2 separate regions of the Zea mays genome follow, and region 1 is linked to region 2. A link is a contact called in public Hi-C data. All regions are on one chromosome and are shown on one strand. The core of a region is the stretch at or near the end of the contact, and the rest is flanking DNA. Distances in the headings are between cores, read along the strand shown. Region 1 holds the start of LOC107275243. Region 2 holds the start of LOC100381605.

Region 1 (3,620 bases), core at 1,090-3,589, 190 kb before region 2:
TCCGGCAGCTTCGCCTCCTCCACCGTCACCGCCGCGGGCTCCTTGTTCCTGTACGCCATGTACAGCGCTATCTGCGCGACGCCGAAGACGAAGCCCAGCACGTTGGGGAACGCCACGAACACGTCCCTCTTCAGCGCGCCGTACGCGAACCAGATCACGGCGCTCAGCACCAGGAAGAAGGAGAGCGAGATGGGCATGAACTCCACGCTCTTGGTCCGGACCACCTGCCGCTGCAGGAAAGTAGATGTAGATAGGGCAGTCAGCGAATTAATGGCGGTTCCAACAATTCACATCCCTCTTCAGAGAGAGAGAGAGAGAGAGAGAGAGAGAGAGAGAGAGAGAGATTAAATTAGATACGTGCCATGATGCTGAGCGGCGCGGCGAATACGCTGAGCGCGACGCTGACGCAGATCCAGCCGAGCACGCGCACGCGGAGGCCGGCGCTGGAGACCACCATGGTGGCGAGCGCGGCGAGTCCAAAGACGCCGACGTTGAGCCCCAGCAGCATCTTGGCCGTCAGCGCCCTGGCGGCCTTGGGCGCGTACACCAGGTACGCGGCCAGGTACGCCGCCTCGATCACGCACCCGACGCCGTTGATGGTCACCAGCAGCTCGGCGCCGGACTTGAGCAGCGCGTAGAAGATCCACAGCATGCAGCTGAACAGCGTCACCACGTACGGGGTCGACTGGAACCCCTCCGTCGACTTCTTGCGGTACACGCGGTAGAACGTCGGCCTGCGCGGGATCAGCGGGAACGAATATTTTTTACCGTGTGATTTTTTAGATTAATTATTACTAGATTGCGTGCGCTGTTCCATACTAAAAGCATGTGCAACGCAACCACCGAACAGTGACACGTACTGGCTCGCAACTGATTAAAGTGACGTTATTAATGCGACAATTCAATTCCCAACGAGTTTATTTCCTAGCTAGCTATGTTGTCTTCAGGTGTACGTATATATATATATATATATATATATATATATATATATATATATATATATATATATATATATATATATATATATATATATATATATATATATATATATATATATATATATATATATATATATATAGGGGGATCTAGAACCACGCATAAATTAAAGGAAAAGGATCTAGAAGAGCATGGACGATGATGGCACGTCATTCATTCAACAGTGAGATACGCATGCGTGCGTGCCATGTTCTTTATATATATGTTCTCATCATACCTGATGGCAGTATATATTTTGGACGCTTCCCTTTACTGAATATACATAGAAACATATTGGTAGTATATTATGCATGGTACTGGATACTGTAAACGTAAATATGAAAAGTTCACGGCTAGGTTAAATAAATTAAAGCAGAGAGTTACTTACAGCGGCGAAAGGAACACCATCAGCGAGATTATGTTACCTGCAAAGCAAAACGGCAAGGTCGGAAGGACAGACGCGGTCAGTCAAATTGCTGTGTGATCGACGATGGTAGAACAGACGAAGAGCAGGAGGCGGAGAAAGAACCCCCCAAAAAAAAAGCATGCGAGAAGGAGAACATCCGGCGGCCGGGGTTATTAGCTGCAGCTAGCCTGCAGGCGGAGGAAATGGAACAAACTCTCCTCGCGGCGCGCCGTTGTGTTGGTTCCCGTCGTCAAGCAGGTACTACATGTAAAATGTATGACTGCCCTGGTTTCTTTGTTTGGGCTAACCACCGCATTAGTTAGGCCCAAAAAAAGTTGGGTTTTGGGCGGTTCCGTTCGTTCGGATGGCAGGCTATACTGTGCCGTGGCTCGGAAAGGAAGAGGTGGTTATTAGCGCATATAGCTAGTAGATTGACGAGGACGTGTTGTGTTGTCCTGTACGACGACACATATCTGAGAGAGGCGCGCGGTGATGAAACTGTACCTAGGACTTGGGAGACGATGATGCCATGCATGTATCATGTATGCGTGCGTCTCAAAGGACTTGGGACAAGGAAGGAAAACAATGCAGAAACACTGACGAGGACGAAGACGGCAGGGCGGCTCCGTTGATGCGGTTAATTAGTAGCTACGAGTGACAGACTGACAGTATATATGTACCTAGGATACCGAAGGTGAAGGCCCAGGTCTGCTGCTCCATGTTGAGGAAAGCCATCTATCTCGATCGATCGATCGATCGATCTCCTCCCCTCCTGGTCGTTCTCCCTCTCGCGCGCCGCGCTCTGGCTAGGTAAGGGTAGGCAGCGCGGGCGCGCGCAGTACTGGTGGAGCAGTCGTCAACGGCGGTCCTGCAGCGGAGAAGGGGAGGCCAGGTGTGCAGAGGGGCAGAGGAGCTCGCTCGCTCGCTACCTGAGGAGGAGGAGGGAGCTAGCTCTCTCCGCTGCCTTGGGCGCTTGGGAACCTTGGAGCCGGCAGAGCATCCTATATATAGGGAGACGGTGGAGATGAGCTGAGGGGAGAGAGGAAGAGAGAGCTCAAGCCTCAAGAAGAGGAGGTGAGCACGGAGAGGTGAGTCATTAGCTCCTGAGTGGACCCGTTAGATCTACATGATTACACAACGACTTGTCGCGTCGCGCTTGCTTTTTTGGCGCCGCGGGGGGAGAGAAAGAGAGAGAGGGTAGCCGGCCATCTATTTTGTGGTTGCGCGTCGCACTGGCTCAGTGGCTCTGTTTTCGTTTCGTCGTAACGCCTCGTGACATGTCAAACTCCACCACCAGCAGAGGCAGAGGCGGCGGCGGCGGCGTCCGGCCCAAGCCCCGCGGTTCCTGCAGGGCGTCTGATGATGCGGCGCAGGCGCAGCAGCAGCTAGCTGGTCACACGCTAACTGTACGTACGTGAGTCGCCTCGCCTGCACTTGCCCTTGTGTGCCCTGCTAGTTGTCGTAACGGCCCGCTCACGCTTTCTACAAAAGACACGGCACATCCCAGCGTCGTGACGAACTTTGCGGGGGGAGGGCCAACGGACTGCACACCAGTGCTGGCCTCGCAAGCAAGTCGTGCACACACACACGCAGGCGCAGGCAGCTGCGTGCCGAACGAACGAACGGGAAGCAGTGATGTGGTCGTTCCTTCTTCCTGCTGGTGGAATGGACGGAATGGAATGGAAGTGCTCTTTACGTGTTCCGTCCCGTGGGGGGTTCAGGGTGGGGGGCGCTCCTCGAGGTCGCATGTCATGTGCTCTGCTCCAGATCGTCTGTGGTGCTAGCCGCCTAGCCCCTGGCTCCCTGCTAGCCTGGTTCGCGGCGCCACGTTACCGCCAAAATATCGCCGGCAATTAATGGGTGACCCACCCCCGCCCGCATACACGGATACGGTAAGGGTGGGTGGTACACGTATGATATGACCGGGATATATGGCAAGGTGTGAGCTGCGTATTTGTGGACTAGTACTAGCTAGCTAGTGTGCTTGGGGCATCCCTTCTAGCTTGCATTTGCTGCTTGATGCAGCCGCCTGGATCGGAGTGGAGGTACTCACTGCACTTGACGCAGCAGGCTAACGACGAGCGTTTCGATGCTTTTAAGGTAAACGCTCGCATGTACAGTACGTAGTAGTAAAAACTAAAAACGGACAACCCAAGGACGATCGATCGAGACGGAAATGATCTGACCGCCGTACAATTATTTTCATACCTACGAGTCTACGACGACGACGACACCGGCC
Region 2 (3,374 bases), core at 647-3,146:
GTGGGTTGGCGCACACACTAAATGCGCATGTCTCCTTCCTGTTTTTGGGCGACCCTGTCCTATTTTCCTAAGGCTGGCTCGGGCGAGACAGACGGTGCAGCGGTGACCTCGGGCGAGGCGGAGTCCTGCCTGAGGTGGGAGACTCTCGGGGAGATGTCTCGGTTTTTTGTGGGTAGCTTGGCTGTCGCCCCTCGAAGGTTTTCGTCCTTGTTTCTCTGTGTGCGTTTGTTAGGGGGTAATTCGGGTTTCCCTAATTATTACCCCTGACACATATAATGTAATAACATTTATTAGGGTATAACTTGCTAATCGAGTCAGCTCACGAGCCAACTTAGAGATGAGCCCAAACTCATTCTTCAACTCGTTTGAGCCAAGTCGAGATTGATCAACCACTAAGTTGAGCTCGGCTTGGGTCATTTCTAGCCCTATCCACACGGCTATGCCCACCCCTTTCCCTTCTTGAGCATGTTTAATTTCACTTATAATACGTTTATGGATGAAAATAAGCGACAATCTGTTCGCTTGGCTTTAATCCGAAACTGCTTCTACTATTTCTACAGTGTTTTGTATCTATGGTTACAGTTGAAATAGTCCGAACAATTGGCTTTAATTCAAAGTGATAGTCCAACTGAGCGTCTAAATTATTTTTGCTTCTTACAAAGTCTACGGTTCATAATTGAATTTGATAAGCAGAAATTAAGAGTATGTTTAGGAGAGTTTCACTTCAAAAATTTCAGCTTCGGGTTTCCAGCTTCATCATAAAACAGCTCTAACAAATTGTTGAAGTGGGTTCGAGTAGTGTTTGACTTGTACATGGGCTCCAGCTTCTGTAATGCAATTGATTTATGTGAGTTTTCTTATTACCCTTGATAATTAGTGGTTGTCACGAGAAAATCAAAGCGCTATGTTGTGTAACCAGTGGCATGGTTGGTAATTTTCATGCAACTTCATGATGAGATGTGAAAATAGTGTTTGTGAAGCACCCTTTGAAGAGCTTCGTAAATTTCATGAAAGTAGTCTCTAGTTTTAATTTTTTAAAGCTAGAGCTCGTGAAGTTTGACCTGCTTGGATGGAAGAAGCTAGAACGGACCTGGAATTTTAAAAGTAAAGTCCTTCCAAATATGCCATAAATAATCGAGAGAATCATTGTGTTTCCTACTTCCTTTGTTCATAAATGTTTGTCGCTATGGTATTCGTGTCAGTCAAACTTTCTTAAGTTTGATTAGATTTATAGAATATATTAGCAATATTTGTGTCTTCAAATAATTTTACTATAATAATAAATTCAAAGATCTATCTAATGATATTAATTATGTACTATAAATATTGTTGAGTTTGTGATCTAAATTCTGAAGAAGAGGGCCAAGTTGGCGAGCGAAGCGAAGGCCCCCGCGGTACAAATCGTTTCCTACTCACCTTAGGGTTTAGCCTTTATAAATACACTTGTAATCTGCAGGAGATCGACCTAATTGTAAATCTTCTGCGATCTGTAACCACCCAAAAAATAGTGATATTCTTCTAGCCGGCGTCCGCGGTTTTTTCACTTTGATTTGTTCCACGTTAAATCTATATCTTCTCTATGTTTGATCAACTTTATATCGTATTGATTCATAACAAATATTAATATTTTTTATATAAATATAGTTAAAGATAAAAATGTTTGATTCCTAAAAAATGAGAATGATCAACATTTGTGACCGAGGGGGTAGAATCTAAGTGGGGTGAGAAGGAAAAAAAACAAACAAACAGGGTCCTTGTGCGCACACTTTTGCGCACGGGAGAAGCTTGGCGTGCGCGCCTCCGTGGTCCGTCGGATGCCCAGGCGGAAGATCCAACGGCAACGCTCCCCAAACCTTATCTTCGCAGCATTGTTGCTGTCCGAGGTCAGCCGCCCTCTCTCTCTCCTCGTGCTCCGATTCGTGGGCTCGAGCTCCGGTGACTAGGAACAGCGGCAAGGTGGGTCCTCCTCCTCCTCCTCCCTCCTCCTCTCAGGTTGTCGGCATGACCGGGTTAGGGTTCGGAGGCTGGGTCCGCCCTTGATCTGGGGCTGCTTGGCCTTGGAGCTCCAGCCTCCCACTGGCAAGAGATACATTTGCTTCTGCTACGGCTTACGGATTGGTTGCCACTTGCCACCAAGACACATTGTGCCCCCTGCCTTCCGTGCTTCTGTGAAGGAGTCATCAATAAACCTCAACGCAGGAAATCGAATTAGATTTAGCCAGATCTAACTTGCGCATTTGCTGTTGATTGGAATGTTATTGCTTCAGCTTCAGGTGGTAGGACATACGAATAGGAAGCTACAGCTTTGTGATGGGAAACATACACCTAGAATCCTGTGTAAAATTGTCTGTTTCGGTTGATCACGCAGTCTTCACATTTATCTATATATTCACTAACGACTCTAGTTCACCAGAAATTCTGATACTTGTTTTCTTATGCAGGAAACAATGCTTCTTTCTCCCTTCGCACCTTTGTGATGCACTGAACACTAGTCAGGAGCTCTAGTAATCCTCTAATGGCCGAATGTTCATTGGCAACGCTGAGAGTGAGAGGCCAGTATCAAGGGAGATGGACCTGGTCCAACAGCAAGTTGAATATGCCAATCATGGATCCAAAGAGGTTGCCATTCTTTTTCCCCCCATCCTTACGTTGAGATAGTCTTGAGTTGTTGGGTTGCCATCCAACTTTTTTCGCATTTACTTTGTTTGCAGGAACTACGCCCTCAAGATTCATCTTCCATGCCAATCCAAAGCAGCAAGAGAATGGACAAGTGTTGCATTTACCCCTTTTGGTTTTCATGGAAGGGATCACAGGGTGGAAACTTCAGTTAAATGTTACTGTTTGCAGCCACTCATGGATTCGGAGAGCATGGTCTCACCAAATCTAATACTGATTTCGGATGAAGCTCTTCTCACTATCAGCATGGTTTTTGCATATTTGGCTGGAGTTGTACCCTCTGGGCAGACATCTCCTCGTGTCAGAAATCAGAATGTTTCTCAACATATTCCAGAGCCAAGCTCCTCTCATTCTGGTAGGTAAGACTAGCTCCATAATTATTACTTCTAGATATCAGAGTGGTGGCATAGCAGAAAAAATAACTGCTAACGCGACTCCTTTTCACAAATTTAGGGACCTAAAGTTCTTGCCTGAAAGGAATGCTGCATTTGACCCCAACGATATGTGGAGTGAAGTGAGTGCTAAACTTTCCAAAGCCTTACAAGCACATGTTCAAGATGCCCTTTTGGATAGCCGAGAGGATGGACTCATGAGTGATAGGAAAAACTATCCTTTGAGTATGCTTGCCATTCATGCTGGTCCCAGATTGCGGCTTCTTCTGATCACATTCCAGCTTCTGGAAATGGAGGCAAGAGGCA

What was found. A called contact is a pair of places that touch in the nucleus more often than the background predicts.
Region 1: a contact with region 2 is called in a Hi-C map of bundle sheath, with 2.6 times the contacts expected there. The contact joins the promoter of LOC107275243 here to the promoter of LOC100381605 in region 2. A contact is called at or near these places in 3 of 25 Hi-C or Micro-C datasets (bundle sheath, endosperm and leaf).

What each region holds. Positions count from the first base shown.
Region 1 is chr5:168,138,394-168,142,013 of Zm-B73-REFERENCE-NAM-5.0, reverse strand. LOC107275243 reads right to left here and starts at 2,339. Exons shown (of 4, transcript NM_001320535.1): 1 at 2,062-2,339; 2 at 1,364-1,400; 3 at 362-734; 4 at 1-230. The coding sequence starts at 2,116.
Region 2 is chr5:167,950,868-167,954,241 of Zm-B73-REFERENCE-NAM-5.0, reverse strand. LOC100381605 reads left to right here and starts at 1,896. Exons shown (of 9, transcript NM_001174423.1): 1 at 1,896-1,956; 2 at 2,442-2,619; 3 at 2,712-3,035; 4 at 3,130-3,364. The coding sequence starts at 2,516.